2 separate regions of the Danio rerio genome follow, and region 2 is linked to region 1. Evidence: chromatin contacts called from public Hi-C data. All regions are on one chromosome and are shown on one strand. The core of a region is the stretch at or near the end of the contact, and the rest is flanking DNA. Distances in the headings are between cores, read along the strand shown.

Region 1 (5,564 bases), core at 1,099-3,598:
CTGTAAAAGCAGTCTTTTCCCCCCTTTCTTTCTGTTTGGCACCTGCAATCTTTCAGATGTGGACCGGTTGGACCTTCTCCTGATTAATGGGCCTGATTGGCAATAGAGGAGACTGACAAACGATTGGAGGGTTTCATTCCTCTAAAAATCCAAGTCATTATTGGAGAGCAGTGAATCTCTGCAATCTAATAATGCTCTCAGTGTTCTTTTCAAGCTTTTAAACTAATTCGTGATTGATCACTAATTATCGGTGACGGAGCCTCTCGAGACAGCACTTTCCAGCTCTGAACGTTTGTTCCTATCTTAAAACAGTTTGAAAGGAGCTATAACTTCCAAACGGTTGACTCTGCTCCCTGGTGGAGAGTCGATAGGCCGCTGTGAGACGTTTGAGTGAACATTGATGTTCTTTGCCAATATGCAATATTGCCTCTCCACAGAATAAAACACCTGGAACTGGCCGTCTGGTTTTGATGGGCCCGTAGTCGGCAATCAGCAGTGTTACTGCTCTTATTGAACTCCTTATTGGGTATTTGTATAGTGCTCCCCACACGCACTTTAGCAGCCAGACATCGCTTGACAAATCCACATTCTGTAATTGCGTGACCATTGATTTCAGTTCCAGTCAAAAAGAGAGAAAAAAGGGAAGTGCCCTCTTAAAGACAAGACATATATTAGTGTAATGCCGATGGCTAAGGCATACGTGGAGTGAAAGGAGCACGCGCACACACACACACATACAGAGAGAGAGAGAGAGAGAGAGAGAGGATGTAAAGACACTGAGCTGCTGGCTCTCCATTTATGAGCCAACAGAAGTCTCACTGGAATAACATTGTCTTCTCAGTGTTGATACTGTTTTATTTGCTTGATCACTATTCGTTCGTAGCTAGTTTGTGCAGCCACACTATGTGGAAAAGGAAAGGTTTGGTAGTCTTTTAAGTGGAACATTTTATTTTAATTAGGCACAGATTATTATTATTTTTTGTTTTTTGATCAGAACATTTCAGGTAAGTTTGTTAATTTTTCTAACTTTATATCCAGGTGGGAAAACAAAGAGTAGATTTTTTTGTGAATAAATTACATTATTTGTTTCATGTAGTAATATTTTTAACGATAATTTTATCATATATGTATATTTAATTATTGGTATTATTTTGTGTATTAGATTTTGTAAAAACTTTGAGCAAAAAAGCAGTTTATTAAACAAAAAAAGGAAAATGTTTTTCTGTTATATACACTTATTCTATCATATGGGTCTTGAAATGTGATTTTTGTCTACATTATAGATATCAAAATCTGTTAAAAAATGTCTGAATGCAATAGGGAATGAAAATAACCACAATACCAATCAAGCTAAATGAAATCAAACATGAGAAACTTCCATTTATTTCCAACAGGAGGCAATAGAGCTTCATATGGCGAGATGCAACCGGCGGCTTCATTGGTTCACACAGCAACAATGTAGAACCTGTGAGTTTTCTACTTTTCGCTTGTTGTTAAGCTCATTTAGTTCAAGGGCAGTTTTTAGACACAGACTTGCACACAAAAGGTCTATTGTGGGATTGTGCAGGTGCTCCTAGTCTTTTAGATAAAAAAAAACACTGTGAGGAGCAATTGCAGTTTCTTTTTATCGACAGCTGGAATACATAAAATATAACTTTAAACATTCTGATTGATATTAAAAAAGAAACTAAATCTATATAAATAATTTCAATTTGAAAAAATTCTAATAGCAATGAGGGCAACACTGCCATCTGCTGTTTGCTGCTTTTTTAATGAGCATCATTAGTATCCTAAAATGCAGATATGTTAAATGTGATACATATTTTTATTTCTGCTTGCAGATGATTGTGAATGCTGCTGCTGATGATGATGACACAGATCTTTGTTCCAGGCTCTTGAGGTTAGCAATGGCTTTGCAAATGCACATAAATGGGATTTTTCTTTGATTTACTTGACATGGAAATAGTCCACACATTATTTGTTGAGATTTAGCTGTCTCAAAATATGTCATTTCTTTGTATTTATTTACACATGAAGCACAGACAACCACATGCTTTTCAGCATCAATGAGACAGGCAACTGCTGTCTTTCATGCATTTCAGAATTAAACCACTCTCTTATTTGTTTTCACTTGGTAAAGTCATAGGGTCAGGGTATTGGCTTGCCGGTCAGTGTTATGGTAAGGCGTGACCTGAGAAAGCCACTAAATGTACCGCCTTTGTTTTTGATGTAGTTTTTTCTCGTACGGACAATAAGAGCTGTTTGACTGGCTGAAGTGGTCATTAAAGCAGGTCTAAGAGCCACTGGCTGAACCCATGCTAGGGTCTCTTTAAGCTTAATTGGCATTATTTTGGCTTTGAAGGGTCACAGGCTTAAACCTTTTATTGTGGTCTCGGTAATGACAATCCTCCTCCCCCTTTTCTGCACCTCAGTTCAACGTTTTGTTCTTGCCCAGTCAGACAAGCACCTTCACCTCAGCGCGAGTGCTCATTTTACCTCCCTTTTCCCATAACCTTTGACCTTAAAGACTGATCTGCAATCATCTGGAGCAGTCCTCCCCTGTTTAATTCCCTCCTTTGTTGTCACTCTGACACCCACTACACTAATCAGGCTATTCATTTAGACAAAACACTGACATTTAGTGTAAACACTTTTGAAATTGTGGCAGTAATATTAGCTAATTCATTTAAAATTCAAATCGTTTTAAATGGAATAAACAATGCAACATGAATTTTTGGAATATATTACATTGTGAGGTATTTTGTATGTTGTAAGATGAGACAACTTATGAAATCCACCCTCCACCAATTTTTTAAAGTTTTTTTATTCCAAATTTTCCTGTTTTAATTTCCAATAATTGAGTTCCATTTTTTTGTAATGAAATTTTTATTCAGTATTTTTTTAGAGAACTGTATACACTTGGCGTCACTGTGACACAGTGGGTAGCACAGTCGCCTTACAGCAAGAAGGTTGCTGGTTCGAGCCTCAGCTGGGTCAGTTGGCATTTCTGTGTGAAGTTTGGATGTTTTCCTCGTGTTGGCGTGGGTTTCCGGGTGCTCCGGTTTCCCCCGCAAATCCAAAGACATGGTATAGGGGAAGGCTAAATTGGCCTTAGTGTATATGTGTGAATGAGTGTGTATGGATGTTTCCCAGTGATGGGTTGCAGCTGGAAGGCATCCGCTGCGTGAAACATACTCTATGCTGGATAAGCTGGTGGTTCATTCCGCTGTGGCGACCACAGATTAATAAAAGGAATAAGCCAAAAAGAAAATTAATGAATGGATGTATACACTTGCCAAATCCTTGCGACAAAATACACAGACACATACAGAACATAAATAAAATATGACATATTAGACATGCTCATACATGACATTTTTAAGACTGCCCAACTGCAGTAGGCTATGTGTTACCCTGATGAAAAGTAGGTTGTTTTAAAAATGCCGCAATAACTTTAGGAATAATTTTTTTCTGGCTTCTTTTTTTTTATTTTAAGTAATCAAAACGTGTATCCAATAAATTGAAATGACATTTTTTTTATTAAACATCAATGTCTTTTGAGTTCCCCAAAAATGTGGTTTGTAGCGATATCCACCTGCAATTGGTCTGTGCACTGAATAAATGTACTACAGTAGCACATGTGCAATACAGGCAACGCTCTAAATTTACTTTATAACATCAGTTGAGTGTTTGGAAAAACTTTATTATGTGACCAGACATGGTTTCATGGCACACAGGAAATCAAGAAGAAATCATACTATTTTAACGCATTTAATACAGTGATAAAGGCTAGATCAATTAGCATAAAATATATATTTTATTTGTATAACAAAATATCCATGATGGCTTGAAAAACCCAAGTAAACCAATAATTGTTCTCATATCAATTTATCTTTTTCTCATTGTTTCTTCTTCCACAATCTTTATTGTTGATGTCTTGACTTGTGATGCATATGTGTTATTTCTGCACGAGGGCGCCTTCTACTGTTCAGTATGAATGAAACGGATAATACCTTGTGGCTTAAAACACAGTTTTTTTGTAAAAAGGAAAAAAAATCTTTCCTCTAAAGTTATTGTACTTTTTTTGTTTTGAAATGTAAAGCATAATCAATGGATTGCTGTTTGTTAAATGAATTTAACCACCTGTGCATTCTTTTAATGCACTGGAAGCCATTGATTATCCCACTGGCCCACTTAACCATTTGCCAAGGTTTAAACAAGTGCCTAACAGAGGCTCTTTTACTTGACAGAATTTTGTCAGTTACAACATAGGTCTCCCACTTTTTAATCAGTCACAGGCAAATAGAGGGAGAAACCCCATCTGCAAGAGAGATCATGTGAGTGCAAGTAAAAAAAAAAGTGCATATCTTATAGCTCATTGTAACATGTGCTGGCTACCACTTCTCAAATATTTTTGAGCCTTTTGTCTGTTGGATGAGCCACATTGGCTCCATGGTGAAGCACATGTCAGTGTCCTGCAGATCATTTCTTTCTTTTTGGCTTAGTCTCTTTATTAATCCGGGGTCGCCTCAGCTGCCAACTTATCTAGCATGTTTTAACGTAGCGGATGCCCTTCCAGCTGCAACCCATCTCTGGGAAACATCCACACACACTCATCCACACTCATACACTACGGACAGTTTAGCCCACCCAATTGACCTGTACCACATGTCTTTGTACTATGGATGAAACCGGAACACCTGGAGGAAATCCACGCGAACGCAGAGAGAACATGCAAACTCCACACAGAAACGGCAACTGACCCAGCCAAGGCTCGAACCAGCGACCTTCTTGCTGTGAGGCGACAGCACTACCTACTGTGCCACTGCGTCGCTGTCCTGCAGATCACACCAACACAATGTTTCGACAATTTGTAACTTTTTGATTTAGTGGCTAATTCGCATGAATTTGTATGATCTAATTCATACAATTTAGTATGATTTGCTCTTCCCCCAATGATGCTTGGATTTGGGGTTGGGTGCCACTAAACTGACAAAACGTAAAATACTTACGTTTTCTTGTGAGATCAGGCTGGATCACACAGATGAATGAAGGCTCTGCAGCTGTCACTGAGGTCCTATATTGTTACTACTTATGTTTGAGGAAAGAGCATTTATATCAAACTGTAATCAAAACTAAATGGAATTATCTGTGCATCATATTGATTTTATTGCACACCTTCCTGCCAATCGGAATTGAGAATTACGACAGACCATGTAATAAATTTGAATGATTATTATTGATATAGTTATTATCACAATAATTTCAGAAAATATTGTGATCCAAATGCCTGGTTTGTAGGAACATTATAAAATCTTGCAAGTTTTTCTAATTCTACTGTTATCTGCGTTTACGTGCTGCATTAATGCGAGACTCTTATATCGCGTTAAAAAATATTGTCGTTAATCTATTCTCAAAGTTGGGTTGAGAGATGGGTCTATTCTACACAAGCTATGATGACTTTCACCTTCATAATTTAGCGTGGATGTATACCTGACCGATGTGCCGTCTGACAAAAAAAAGTGTCTTTCTGAATCAAATAAGACTTTAACTGCAGTTTGGCA
Region 2 (5,564 bases), core at 1,955-4,454, 180 kb after region 1:
TTGGTGCATTTAAACTAAACAGATTTATTAAACATATACTTATTAAAATAATGTTTTAGTCACCAAACATATTTAGAAATTGAAAGATAATGCAATTAAATTTAAGCAAAATATTGCAAAAAAAAAAAAAAAAAATCTACAAAATTGCAACTCAGTTATTCAGTTTTTTTTTTCTTTTGCTTCTCATGATTTTACCTCTTTTTAAAATTTTTACTTAATATGTTTCTTTAACATATACATTTGGCTGTACTAGTTTTTGGACAGTTATCGTATAATATAAGATATTTTGTTAGATAAGCTCCTGATTTGGCTTCAGCACTGCCTAATCTACCGTATACCCTCAAATATAATATTGTATAGCTTTCTATTATAAATATGAATTTAAAAGATAGACTTGTGTGGGGTATACTTATATATGCTGAGCGCTGTATTTGTGAATTTATTAACCATCCTCAAAAATACATATATATTGCTTCTTGTTCAAACTACTACTTCAACTACAAGCACTCTTCTTGAGATTTTTTGGGACAACTTAATTGTTTTATGTTCAAGCCACGAAATTTTAATTGATATGTTGGGAAAACATGAAATAATTGTGTGGAACCCAGCATGTTTTAGAAAGAAATTATTATGATATGATCAATATGTAATGACACTATGATAATTTAACTTGACATAAAAATTAAACCATGTTTTATTCATTCATTTATTTACCTTCGGTTTAGTCTCTGATTTATCACAGCGGAATGAACCACCAACTATTCCAGCACATGTTTTACACAGAGGAAACCCTTCCAGTTGCAACCAGCTGGACTCGAAACAACAACCTTTTACACCCATACATTACGGACAATTTAGCTTAACCAATTCACCTATAGCGCATGTCTTTGATTGGACTGTGGGGGAAACCAGAGCACCAGGAGGAAACCCACACGAACAAGCTAAGGAGAACAAGCTAACTTTACACAGTCATGCCAACTGAGGCTCGAACCAGCGACCTTCTTGCTGTGAGGTAATTGTTCTACCCACTGCGCCACCATGACGCCCACCATGTTTCAACTTTCTATTTATTTATTTCTAAGTTTTTTTTTCTGATTTACTTAAGTTTTTCACATTTTGCAGAACCACGCAAGAACAAAAGCATGTCATAGAAATGACCTGCTCAAGGTCAGTGGGTTTCTTTGAATACCAATAATTGCAAAGCAAGGTTACCATTTGCTAAAAGTTTAACAATTCACAAAATTTCACAGGGGCTACAAAGAATGTACCCTTAATAAATAATTTTTACCAGCCAAAAAATAAAATTACACTTCAGCTAAAACTATTAGTTAATGTTTTTATTCTTTCCTTTAAAGGTCAACCTAGAGCTCTTTTTTCAGAAAACTACATAAAAACTTCTCTTTTTCAATTGTTTTTGTTGACAGATTTTAAAACCTCATTCTCAGGCCCTGTTTAAACTAATACGTTTTAGTTTTAAAACACACGTTTTGCATGTTTTCACAGAGATTTTTTCAGAAATGCTTTGTGAAATGCCAGTGTGGACATGGATCGTTTTTGTTCTAAAACAGCATTTTAAAACTAAAACTAATTAGTGTAAACAAGGCCTCATTTTCTTTCCCAGTACTGGCTTGCAGCTGGAAAGGCATCCGCTGTGTAAAGCATATGCTGGATAAGTTAGCGGTTTAATCCGTTGTGGCGACCTCTGATGAATAAAGTGACTAAGCCGAAGAAAAATTCGAATGTTTTATTTTTACAAGTGTCACAAAGCTTATTTATGTGGAGCAGCATTTACTGTAAACAACACCTCTCCAAACAATGATAACACAAGTTATTATGAGGTGTTCAGGTGATCACATGAAGCACTAGATTACGTTTATAATTACTATGCAGTGTTTGCGATTTGATAATCATGCCAAACCATATCACATTCTCAGAATTATTAAAAAAGCTACTAGCCAACTGGCAAGTAACATTGTTGGCAACATGTATGCAACATTTATTTGTACTCACATTTGGTGCATGGCAAGCGTTAATTTTAGGCCCTTGAGAATATGAGTATATTTAAAAAATATCATAGCCAATATTTAATTACTTGAGAGTACGACCAAAATTTTCAAGTCATTAAATGAAAACTTTACCAGAAATATGGACCTACACTGCAATGTTGATCACCATGAAAAAAATATAGTTATATGACTTCAGAATGGGGTGACATGGAGGCTCAGTGGTTAGCACTGTGGCCTCACAGCAAGAAGGTTCCTGGTTCGAGTCCCAGCTTAATCAGTTGTCATTTCTGTCTGGAGTTTGCATGTTCTCCCTGTGTTTGTGTGGGTTTCTTTTGGGTGCTTTGGTTTCCCCAACAGTATCAAAGACATGTGGTAGGTGAATTGAATAAACTAAATTGGTGTGTGAATGCATGTGTATGGGTGTTTTTCAGTACTGGGTTGCAGCTGGAAGGGCATCCGCTGTGTAAAACATATGCTAGATAAGTTGGCGGTTCATTCTACTGTGGCAACCTATGATTATTGAAGGGTCTAAGCTGAAGGAAATGAAAATGACAGGCAGGTTCAGCTAGTTAAAGGGGAAAATCCTGTCATTTCCTCACACTTCACTTGCAACAAATCTGTTTGAGTTTCTTTCTTCTGTTGAACACTAAAAAATATATTTTGAAGAAAGCTGGAAATCTGTAGCCATTAAATTTTATAGTATTTGCTTTTTCTTCTATCAAAGTCAATAGTCACAGCTTTTCAGCTTTCTCCAAAATATCTTCTTTTGAGTTTAACTGAGAAAAGAGACACATAAAGGTTTGAAACCACTTGAGGGTGAGTAAATAGTGAACACATTTTCAGTTTTGAGTGAACTTTCCCTTTAAGAAGTCTATAGGTAACATCAGCATATAATCCCCATATTTTTAATACCAGCCTTTTATATTTTTGTCGATCACTCTTGTACACAATGTCCCGATTGTCACACAAACCCAAGATGTTTTCAATCTAACAAATGTGTTTGTTCTCCTCCTGCTCAATGCAAAAGCCTTTGTTTAACGGGGAATCTGAAAATAAGCAGAAATGCGACTCGGAGCGCATAACAATAGAGAACGGCACGAGAGTTAAAACAAATGTGTCTTTTATGAAGTGAGGGTGTCGTTTGCTACAGTAGGGTGGGGGAGACTGAGCTCAGTCAGCGAGGAAATGACAATATCCACACTGTCCTGAAGCAGGCAGGCGCCGCCACGGCTGAGCACCGCAGAGGAAACATCCATCCTCACACTCGCCGACAAGGAAATCATTATGTTTCCTATGTGTTGCTCATAATGAATTGTCAAAAGATGGAGGAAGCGACGCTGTGTTCACATTAAAAGCGTAAATCATCCTCACTGAAATCACCTCACTACACGTGTGAAGCATCTTTGAGATTATTATTTTTTACAGACAGAATAAAGTTATCTCGATATCCGCTTTGCATGATCATTTTATGAGCAAAAATTAATTGTATTAAATTTGCGAATTGAAGACAAAATAATAACAAATACATATGCAAACGAAAAGTGTGCATGAACTTTGTAATGACGTGTGACTCATCGTTGCAGAAAGGCTTGAATTAACTCCACAACAAACACATCAAATAATCATTGGGAAATTTCTCACTCTAGTATTTTTCACCAACGTAACTGAGATCTGCTTCCTTTATGTCTGTCACTGTGCTGTTTATCTGATGCAGCCGAGGCGGAAATTGAGGCAAACTCTGACAGGTACAAGGGAACGGTGGTCGGACGAACTAGCATTATAAGCACAGGCAACAAAAACAGCTCAGAGCTGAAAATGTCAAACTTCTAAAAGGTATAATAAAAAATAATCTGATGGGTGTTTTAAGCTGAAACATTACAGACACATTCTAGAAACACAAAATAATCATTTTAAATCTTGAAGAAGGGGTGAAATAGGTGCCCTTTAATATTTCATATTAGTTGTTGCATCATCATACTGACATAAAAGTCTCAGCCACTTTCTGTTCACGCAGACTTTAAAGTACAAATGACATCAAAACTAACCATACAATTTTGTTAGCTCACATTGCTATTTTTGTGGTGAATTCATCTGTGCATGCCATTAAAAAAAGAAATTGTTTGTTGTAATCTTAAATTTTCTGTCTGTCTGACGTATTGGGTGTGGCTAACTTACAAAACCACGCCTCTCCAACTGTCAGTTTTGACAGTAAATTGAAATGGTGAGCAGGAGGTGTCTGAGGTTGTGACAACTTTTCTAAAACCCCTTTCCTGATCATTCTGGTTGAAATGCCTACTTTACTACATCCATTCATCTCAAAGTTGAAAAAACAAGCCACGCCCACTGTTTTGTCATTTGATATGCCTTTTCTCTAGGACAGGGCTATTCAATTAGTTTGCCATGGAGGCCAGTTCATGAAGAATATCCCAAATGAGGGGCGGGAGAAATATGACTTGCAAAATGAGGAATGTCATGTCTAATGTAAATTGAAGCTTTATATTATGTAAATATTTAAATGAACTGTTGTTATCATCTGCGTTCATACATACATAATCATTTTAATAATTTGTAATAATAAAAACATATCTTTTGTTTACGTTGTACTGAAAGCCACACACAACTTTTACCGCTATGGCATGTGATGTTTTCTACTTGGCGCATCTAGAAGGCGCTAGCGCATTGCTTGCTAAATTTAATTTTGATGTCTTGGTCACATTCTTTGGAGGGCCAGGACAAATTGCCTTGCGAACTAGGCCAGTTGAAAAGCTCTAGGACTTGTCAAAAAAAAAAAAAAAAACCTTCAAAGCTTCCGGTTCATGCAGACTTTAAAACAAGGTGGAAATGGTAAAGCATCTCAATTATCAACTTGTAATCAAAACCTGAAATCCCATGTGAATACCGGGTGCAAACACATTTAAAATATTAGTTTATGCAACCATAATGCAGATCAAAAACAAACAGAATGTGAAATATGACAAAGTATGCACGAGTTTGGTTAGACATGATGTGTTATAAGAGGCTGAAAGTGGTTGGGGGTATTTTTGGCACCACTTTACATCCACATACTGCGCGTTAAAGAGGTGCTAACTATACCTCGGTTTGCCAGGAGTCCTCTGTAAATATTTACAATTAATAAATTGTAAAAAAAAATCTGCAGACTGTACAATAAACATGCGATGCCTAATACACGGGAAAGACTTGCAGAAGATTAATGTGCTTTTGAAAAAGTGTAAATAGCAAAGAGACGTCCCTTTCGGCAGTTTGTTTGAGATGTCACGCCAACGGTCCAGAATAGAGGATGCCATCAAGAGAGCGGCCTCTTGTTTGTCTTTCTCACGCTCGTTGGTGAGTAGCAATGTCCCAAATGTCTGGACTCATTTGGCTGAACCTAAAAGAGACGAATGGTGCTTGCAAGAGAGCATCAGTCGCTGTTATTTCTGGAAGTGACAGGTAAGGCGTACTAACATCCACAGTACCTGTCGCCGTTTCAGACGGGACGTCTTCACAGCGCCGCGGCTCTGAATCAGCAGCTGGGCTGGAGGTGGTAAGCCAGCTCAA

What was found. A called contact is a pair of places that touch in the nucleus more often than the background predicts.
Region 2: a contact with region 1 is called in a Hi-C map of embryo, with 2.1 times the contacts expected there. The contact joins two enhancer-like sites. A contact is called at or near these places in 4 of 18 Hi-C or Micro-C datasets (caudal fin and embryo).

The regions. Positions count from the first base shown.
Region 1 is chr15:23,788,568-23,794,131 of GRCz12tu, forward strand. All of the region lies in intron 3 of LOC101886227 (ovostatin), which reads left to right. Among named protein-coding and RNA genes, the nearest start is that of ubash3bb, 50 kb to the left of the region's middle. Within about 2 kb of position 2,349, at least 11 of the 62 cell types and tissues checked have an H3K27ac peak or open chromatin away from gene starts, as enhancers often do.
Region 2 is chr15:23,965,902-23,971,465 of GRCz12tu, forward strand. All of the region lies in intron 3 of LOC101886227 (ovostatin), which reads left to right. Among named protein-coding and RNA genes, the nearest start is that of mir125b-1, 57 kb to the left of the region's middle. Within about 2 kb of position 3,205, at least 6 of the 62 cell types and tissues checked have an H3K27ac peak or open chromatin away from gene starts, as enhancers often do.